Regions from separate parts of the Sus scrofa genome. Here all the other regions are linked to region 1. Evidence: chromatin contacts called from public Hi-C and HiChIP or PLAC-seq data. All regions are on one chromosome and are shown on one strand. Each heading gives the region's core, a stretch centred on a gene start, on an enhancer-like site or on the middle of the called end of the contact. The rest is flanking DNA. Distances are from core to core; before and after follow the strand shown. Region 1 has its middle 47 kb from the start of RPA1. Region 2 holds the start of DPH1 (2-(3-amino-3-carboxypropyl)histidine synthase subunit 1). Region 3 overlaps RTN4RL1 (reticulon-4 receptor-like 1).

Region 1 (2,773 bases), core at 158-2,657:
GGGCGGCTCATTTTCTTTGGACAAAGATAGACTGGCTCCCTCTCTTGTTGATGGAATGAAAATTCTCTCTTGCATTATGGCTCATGTGATAGCTTTGGTGGCGGGGCTGTGGGGATAATGAAGAGTCTCTTAATGGCCCTAGTTAAACCCGGTAATATCACTCTATCAACCTTCAGCTGGTGGTGGGACTCTAACCCAGTTTCGCATTTCTTAACGTCTGCAACCCACCCCTGGGTTTGAGCTGCTTCTAAGCGCTAAGAAGACTTTGACCATCACTGCTCTGTTTCGTGGAGCATATTTATAAAGCGGTGCTCATTTCCCGACTCTAGAATTGTGCCTCCTCTTCCCATTCCAGCTCCTCAGCTGAGATCAGTCTCCTTGAATAAACTGGGGAAGTCAAAGTTATTTCAGCCACAGCATCACCCTTCTCAGTCTCTGAGCTACTGGCCTGCTGGTTTAGTGCCCCCAAAGGAAGAGAACTCATTTTATTCTGGAAAACGGGGAACTGAATTTGCTTCAGGACCTGCCTGGGTCTAATGAGCCCAGTCTGTTAGCAAGGTTTGCCCCCGTGTGGGAGGTGCATTTTGAGGTGCATGTGCGCGCATGCCCTTGGCTAGAGTAACCTGTGCCCAGCAATGGCTGCTGCTCCCTGGGGAGGGAGGGGGCACGTGCAGTCCTGTTCTCAAGAGGGCTGGTGGAGGAGGCCACCTTACAACCCTTTGGCCTTCGTGAAAATGTCCAATATTCACCCCCCAAACGGTGGGTCGTCGAGGCAACTTTCTGATGCCCCAGAGTGAACCCGGAAATGGGTCCTCGTGCAGAAGCAGGGGAGGGGGATGGGAAGGGAGCCTGGGAAAGGCTTCGGTGGGGAGAGAGGTCATCTTAACCTAAATTAAATAATGGAAATGACAATTATGAACAGCTCTGAGAGCAATGACTCGGCAGCCAGAACTACCTGACCATGACAAATGGCTCTCCTGGGGAAGCGGGCGCCGCCTCCTTTCCTGGATGTGGGGGGAAGGGGTCTCTCCACCAACCAGGGCGGGAGGCAGGGCCCGGGCTGCCTGATTTAGCCTGGAACTTAAAATCGCTGGAGCAGTTTATAGAAACACCAGAATGAGCTGTGGCACACAATCAGCAGGCAGGATCCAGAGATGATGGCATGAATGTTTCAAATGTGCTCAGGGTAATTAGTTTTGAATTACCATGTGCATATTTTAAACATTTAAATGATCATCCCAGGTTTTCGAAAACAGTTTCACACGGCTTCATGTCGCTCCCCCTCCCGGCGCGGCCTCCCCGCGGAAAAGCAGAAGGCGCTGGGCTCGAGAAGGAGCCAGGTGGATGGGGCCGAGCGGTTCCGCGGCTTCCGCGGAGGGGGAGAAGCGGCGGGAGCCGCGCTAAACCCTCGGATCAAGGCGGATTAGGCCGCAGCGCCGGGTCCTGGCGCGGCCGGCTCGCCCAGGACTTCCCTTCCTTCAAGCCAGCGTCGTCTGTGCCAGTTTTTCAAAACGATTTGTTCAGCTTTTAAGTTTTCCATTGTGCATGAAAATGCAATTCCATGTGGGTAGCTTTTTTTTCTTTTTCTTTTTCTTTTTCCATTTTATTTTATGAAGACCTGGACAGCTGGGAAACTTGAAGGTTGATTAGCCAGGTAGGAATGACATGTGGGGTTTTACACCGGCGACCATGTCCACCAGTCAGCTTCCAGCAACTGCAGTGCCTCCATATTTGGGCCGGGATGCAAATAGCAGTTTCTAAAACCCCTAACTCGGTCAACAGTGGAAAGGGCGAACAACCCCCCACCCCCAGCCTCTTTTCTCCTATAGGTAGTGCTAAAGGAGGTGCACCCCTGTCTTACTGAGGACATTTCTAGGTCTTTCTGCTTGGGGGGGGGCAGGGAATGAATAAAGTCCGGTCTCTAACTTTATAAAGGATCTGAATTTAGAGCAGTGGCTTAGAAAGCAGCCCTCCATCCCTTCCTCCCTGTTACACGCTCTTCCTCCAGCAGGGGGAGCTGGGAGAATTAAAAACTATGAGCCAGTGTCTAGGACCTTTTGAGTGGGAGCTATCTATGCTGAGATCCTGATTGAATGAAAATTGTTCATTATGCAAACTGTGTGGTTCGATCCACAGAGGCGGCCCCCAGGCACAAACCCCAAGTCGTTGCTTTTTCTCTCTCCAGATTAAAACATATGAATTGCTTTGATGTAATCTTATAACAAAGCCTAATAGAAATTTTATTTCTACTGAAGTTGCCTGTCATTTCTTATTGCCCCCCTTCTTCTGTCCTATTAATACCCTTACAGTCAGGGATATGCAGCTGAGCTTAGACTGTATTCGAGGATGGGAACAGTGTCTCTTCCTTGGCGATGGCCAGGGTTATTTGAATACACTGCTTGTGATATATTTAATATCTTGTTTGCCCCCCCCACCGCTATTTATCATCTTAATGGAATGCTACAGAATATCACATTATGCAATGTGTTTAAATTGATAAATTATATTAGAAAAATATTGGATCGGATTTTTAATGGTAAGTGGGTTTTTGCAGAAATATTTTCTCATTAGGAGATCAGTGCTTGCAGGGCAGACATTGTAAGGATTTGGGAATAAGCTATATTTATGACCTATTTGGCTAATTAAAATTAAAGCATAATTTTAGCGTGAAGTTCCTGCAAGACTTTGCAGAGAGGGTGGAGGAAGAAACTTGCCCAAATCCAGTTACTTTTAAATGTCAGTTGCCATAACAACTTCACATGAGCCATATTTT
Region 2 (2,773 bases), core at 188-2,687, 89 kb after region 1:
GTGGGGCAATGTTATGAGGATGGGGGCCTTCTATCATTAACAGGCTCCACCTCTGCCTAGGGAAAGGCCCTAAGGGGTTCGGGGCCTGCTAAGGAGAAGCCGCTACTCTGCTGGAGCCAATCTTTCCCTCTTGGAACACACAGCTGCAGCCAGAGCGACAACTGTCCACAGGCTGGGCCTTAGGGTCCTGAATGGGGAGAGACTCGACTCAGATTGTTCCTGGAATTGAGATCCTGCACCCTGGTCCAGAGAACCTGGAGGAAATGGGAAAGTCCAGGCTGGACTCTTGTCAAGGTGACAGGGTGTTCCTTGGACCCATGTTGGCTACATTCCTGTCCAAAGCTGTGATTGTCCTAAGAGCATCAGTTGGTGGTCTGAGAGGCAGAGCACTGACCCCTTCTGGTCCTCCCCTTGGCTGCTCATTCCCAGCCTGCTCAGCCAGCCCTCCTCTCTGGGCAGCCTCCCAGGCAGGGCCTGTCCCTGGCTGCTTGTTTTTCACTTCTCCCTGCACCTTAATTAGGAGTTTCCAAGCAGGGAGGGCCTCCAGGGGAGCCTGAGGCCAGAGAGCTGCCTTAAAGGGCCAGATGTGCTCACACAGAGCAGAGAAAAAGATGGTGTGCCAGAGGGCTGGGTGGGCAAACAGCCCTGGGGGAACCTTGCTCTAGGGGGCAGACCTTGCTGCAAGCCAGTCCTGCAGGTACCCTGCTCCTCCAAAGGCCAAGTCTGTCTCGCTGGCTGTTCTGACTTCTCTTTGGGATCCCAGGAGCTCAGGCCCCTGATCAGGAGAAAGGCTACCAAGGCCTGAGAGGCAGCCTAGGCAGGGCAAACACTGGCCAGAATCTGGAAGGTTTAGGCAGTTGAGACCTTGGACTTCTGAACCCTCCCGGGAAAGCACCCTCAGGCCGGGGCGGGGGGTCTTACCCTGGTAGCAGTTTTTCACACGTGAACCTTTCACTCTGTGGGTTCTAAGGTGTAAGGAGCACCCCGGCGCTCCGGAAATCGGCACCAAGCTTCAACTTGGAACTGGCCCGGTGGCCGGTGAGTTCTGTCCTGTCCAGTCAGTGGGGTCCTCAGAGGCTGGGAATGCGCCCCTACCCACCGCCACCAGGGCCCATAACCGAGGAGACACGGAGGAGAGCTGAAGGAAGACCTGGTGGTATCCCCATTCACAAGACTCTGTCCGCAGAACTGGGCCAAAAAGTTGGCAAATAGAGGGGCACCATTCCGGGAGAGCCAGTTTCGGGCTGCCGGGAAGGAAGGGGAGGTGGGACAGAGTCGCCGAGAGCACGCAACAGCGGTGGTCGGGGACCACTAGGGGCTCCGGAGAGTCACGACCTTCGGAGCTGAGGCAGGGGCCCACTCTAGCCACGCCCCTATCTTTCTCCTTCACGGTCCCCGCCTCCCAAATCCCCGCCCGTCGCTGGCCGATCGGCGATCGATCGCGCTTGTCTGCGCTCTCAGCGTTCTTCTAGTGCTGTCTTTCTGGTCCCAACGTGGGCCAGGTGATGATGGCGGCGCTAGTTGCGGCCGAGGCCACAGAGCCCCGCGGCCGAAACGGCCCGGGCAGAGGTGGGTACTACACGGGTGCGGCCTCTGGACCTCGCATCTTGGCATAGGGTCCCCAAGTCAGGGACAGGACCAGCCCCCTTTAACGGCAGCGGCGCCTTTCTGCGCCAGACTCAGAAGGCCTCGCGGTCACTTCCTTCGGGCTGCTGTCGCTGGAGCCCAGGGGGACCGGCCCTTCTTTTGTAGCCGTAAGGCATGGTCAGGAGCAGCCCCTCCTAGGAGCTCGTAGTCCTCAAGCCGTAAACGCTGCCTCCCTGCCTTGGCGGGCAGACAGACGCTTGTAGACTCACGGATAGGACGGACCTGACAGGGAGGGAGGGAGCCAGGCATTCCCCTAGCGTGCCCTCGGAGAATGCTTCAGGGAAGAGGCGCAAGGTTTCATTCACCCGACCCTTGCAGCTGGCCTGTGCTAGGTGTATGGACTTGACTGCAGCCCTACCCTCAGGGATCTCTCGCAGTCTACGGAAGAATACTAACGTAAGCAGAAGGTTACAGCCAAGTGATAAAGGAGGAGGCGCCTACTGGCCCTTGGGACGAATTGAGCTGCTAGAATTAGCAGCTCCCACACCCCAGCAACACAAGGGACTTGAGCCTGTCAGAGGAGCTTCTGTGAGGGGCAGGAGTAGAGACACCGGCCCTTTGAGACAACTGAACAAAAATCATAGCAGTGGTAACCTTTAAATCTGGACTTAGAGTTCTAGCCTGCCATTCTAGTTCTCCACTGAACCATCACTACCACCACCCTTGCACCCACCCACCCCAGCCCCGGGCTGAAGTGTCAGGTCTGGCAGAATCCCTGGCAGAAGTTTAGGCATATAGTGCAGGCTCAATAAATAATTCGCTGAGGAGTTCCGTCGTGGTGCAGTGGTTAACGAATCCGACTAGGAACCATGAGGTTGCGGGTTCGAGCCCTGCCCTTGTTCAGTGGGTTAAGGATCCGGCGTTGCCGTGAGCTGTGGTGTAGTTCGAAGACAGGGCTTGGAGCCCGCGTTGCTGTGGCTGTGGCGTAGGACGGCGGCTGTAGTTCCGATTAGACCTCTAGCCTGGGAACCTCTATATGCCGCGGTTGCGGCCCTAGAAAAGGCAAAAAGACAAAATAAATAAATAAATAATAATAATAATAATAATAATTCGCTGAATAAATTCATTTCTCGCCTTGTCACATTCTAGAGCTGTCTGGTGCCTAAAGAGAGAACTGGGGATTGGG
Region 3 (2,773 bases), core at 95-2,594, 68 kb after region 1:
CCGCAGGCCGCCCTGGAAACGCTTCCCACCCCTCGGGCGCCTAGGCCGGCGGGCCGGGAGGAGCCCTGCGCTTGGGAACCCGCTCCCTCGAACGCGTCGGTCTGGCCGGCAGACCCGGGAGCCCGACCCGGCTCAACGCGACCCCAACCCCGATCGGCCTCTGCCCGAGCGCCCGAGCTGCTCTAAACCGCATCTCTAGTCCGCCCTGGTCTGATTCCTGACCCGGCACCTTCTCGCCCTTGCGCAGAAGTGAAATCGAGGCAGAAGACGCCCAGATGGATAGATGGACACCCAGGACGGCCCCCCCAAAGCCCCGGCGCTTCCTCACCGGGCTCACCCAGCATCTGGTCGCACTTTCCTACTATTCTACCCAAGGCGGCCAGGTGCCAGTGCCCTGGCACACTCTGCCCACCTGCCAGGTGGGCTTCCAAGAGGGAGAGAGGGTAGTCTGGGCCCCAGGGGGACCGAGACCAGCTCTGGGAGTGCTCTAGAACCTGCTGGATGGGCGGGCCTGCCAAGCCCCTCTGCAGCCAGGGAGCACCCTGGAGACGCTTTACACGCCACACGCACAACTCCTAGTCGTGCATTTACTGTTCCACACCTGTACAGGTGCTGGCGGGGGCAGAGTGCTGGATCGACAGGGCCCCCATGAAGTCTACAGTCTGGTGTACACTCGATTAGAGCTGCCATCCCTTTCCACCTCTCTACTGCAGTGTTCACCATGACACACACTCACACACACACACACACACACACACACACACCCCCCAGGTGACCACTCCCCAACAATCCTGTTACAATGTCCACAGACCCACCCTAAAGGGCTGCTCACAATCACATTCTACACGTGCAATGACACACACACCCCGCCCTCATCTCGACATAGATATGTATGCACAGGCCCACAAACACACAGTGACTAAGGAGTGGCTGCCTCATCCCTGTCATGTATATATGTGTCCCACTAACAGACACATGCAGCTGCCCCATCCTTATGCATGCATGAACATATGCTAGCACACACAGTCACACACAAAGAACACCCATCCCCACCTCCATACGTGTTGGAGTGCACACCCACAGAGCTGACTGTCCCCTCGTCCCATCCCTGTACAAACATGCACTGAAGTGACCACTGCCACCCCACCCCATGCATGTGTCCCCTACACACACACACATACACACACACACACACAGGCACACACAGGCACACACGCATGCGCACTGACTACAGGCAGCTGGGGAAGAGCTGCAGCCTCCAGCCCTGCTCCTATTTAAAGAGAAGCCTTGCTGGAAAAGGAACAAAAGCAAAGCCAGCTATAAATAGCCACCTCCCTCCCTGCTTTTCCTGCCCTCCGGCCTCTCAGCCTTGCCTCTCCTCTCCGGCCTCAGGCCCAGAGCAGCCAGGGCCAGACCGTCCCCAGGGGAGGGTGGTGGGGCCCTAGAGGCCCAGTGGCCAAGCACGGAGCACTGGGGCAGACCAGGGGCTCTGGGCCTGGGTGCGGGCAAGGGCAGGCAGCCCACCACCTGCAGCCAGCCCTGTGTGCATGTGCCCAGCACAGAGGGAGGGAGGCCCACTTGGGCCAGGCAGGGCTGCTGCCTCAGCAGAAATGCAAAGGCTGGCAGCTGCAGGGGGAGGAAGGAGGGTCTGCCAAACAGCAGCCACAGTTGCCCCTGCCCAGGTGCTCCCTCTCCAGCCTGGCCAGGCCCTTCCTGGGTTGATTCCTGGCTTGGTTCCTGGGCCCAGAGACAGGGATATTGGGTGCCCTGTCAGAAGGCACATAGGGTGGAGGAAAGGGTGGCAAGACCAGAGTTGGGGGAGGGGATCCAAGTCCTACTTTGAGTTCCAGCTCCATCAGCTACTGATCCACCAGCCTCAGGCAAGGCTCCTAACCGCACCACTCAGCCTCGGTTTCAACGCCCTCTTCCTGGGGTGCTGGGAATGCTGCCTGGCAGGCCCTTGGGAGCTGTGGAAAGCCATGGGGTGGGGGAGATTACAGACTTCTCTCTGTGTCTAAGAAGAACTGGATTAAAATAGAAATTAATTTTATTTTGTATTTATCATGGCTAGGCTCTGGACCATCTTTATTTGATTCTGTGGGAGGTAGGTACTATTTCTATTCCCATTTTATAGATGGAGAAACTGAGGTTCCGAGGCTGGCTCTAGGGTCACACAGACCCTTAAAGCACAAAGCCAGGTTGCAAAGCCAGGCTAGAACTGAGACCAAAGTCCTCCTTCCCTTGTCTTGTACTGTGCAAACTGGGGGACCTGGTTCTCAGGTTAGTCCTTCCTCAGGGACCACTGGAGGCCCAGGCTGGGCTGGGCTGGCTGGGCCACCTCTCCCAGGTGGGCCTGGGACTGGAACTGAATGGGGCCCAGGGAGGCCCTCTGCTCCTGCGGGTCTGCTCCAGCAGGGTCGGGCTGCATCAGCCCACCTCCCACCCACCCCTGTCCCTAGCTCCCCTGAGGGGCCTTTCTCCTCTAACCCTGGGGGAGAGGGAGGGAGAGGATGGGGAGAGCTCAGGCAGACCTACTTTCAAGGCTTTAATCCTTTTTGCTTAAAGGATTTTTTTTTTTTTTTGCTTGGGGAAGACTTGGTCTGATCAGAGGAGAGACACAGGGAGCTGACAAGCTGCGGAGGATGGGGGGGGTGAGGAGAAAGAAATACATATTTATTACCCTCAATTATTAAAAAATAGATAGTACCAGATCTTAGGTCCTGGCAGACACTGCAGCGGCATTTGTGTAAGGACTATTTTCTTTCCCTTTTCT

What was found. A called contact is a pair of places that touch in the nucleus more often than the background predicts. HiChIP or PLAC-seq counts read pairs in DNA pulled down with a chosen protein or histone mark.
Region 2: a Hi-C map of skeletal muscle shows a contact between it and region 1, with 9 times the contacts expected there. The contact joins the promoter of DPH1 here to the enhancer-like site in region 1. A contact is called at or near these places in 5 of 5 promoter capture datasets (fetal liver, fetal skeletal muscle, liver and 1 more), 33 of 47 Hi-C or Micro-C datasets (adipocytes, adipose tissue, alveolar macrophages and 17 more) and 2 of 2 datasets of contacts at active chromatin or transcription factors (alveolar macrophages and skeletal muscle).
Region 3: a contact with region 1 is called in an H3K27ac HiChIP or PLAC-seq map of skeletal muscle. The contact joins two enhancer-like sites. A contact is called at or near these places in 7 of 47 Hi-C or Micro-C datasets (blood, fetal liver, liver and 2 more) and 1 of 2 datasets of contacts at active chromatin or transcription factors (skeletal muscle).

Annotation. Positions count from the first base shown.
Region 1 is chr12:48,055,489-48,058,261 of Sscrofa11.1, forward strand. No RefSeq gene overlaps it. Among named protein-coding and RNA genes, the nearest start is that of RPA1, 47 kb to the left of the region's middle. Within about 2 kb of position 1,408, at least 13 of the 83 cell types and tissues checked have an H3K27ac peak or open chromatin away from gene starts, as enhancers often do. A contact at or near this core is called in epiblast stem cells, fetal skeletal muscle and skeletal muscle, where this site is marked.
Region 2 is chr12:48,144,927-48,147,699 of Sscrofa11.1, forward strand. DPH1 (2-(3-amino-3-carboxypropyl)histidine synthase subunit 1) reads left to right here and starts at 1,438. Exons shown (of 13, transcript XM_021067606.1): 1 at 1,438-1,569. The coding sequence starts at 1,506. RTN4RL1 (reticulon-4 receptor-like 1) reads right to left here and starts at 1,383. Exons shown (of 2, transcript XM_021067605.1): 1 at 922-1,383.
Region 3 is chr12:48,123,382-48,126,154 of Sscrofa11.1, forward strand. The region is part of intron 1 of RTN4RL1 (reticulon-4 receptor-like 1); the gene reads right to left. Among named protein-coding and RNA genes, the nearest start is that of RTN4RL1, 22 kb to the right of the region's middle. Within about 2 kb of position 1,345, at least 38 of the 83 cell types and tissues checked have an H3K27ac peak or open chromatin away from gene starts, as enhancers often do. A contact at or near this core is called in skeletal muscle, where this site is marked.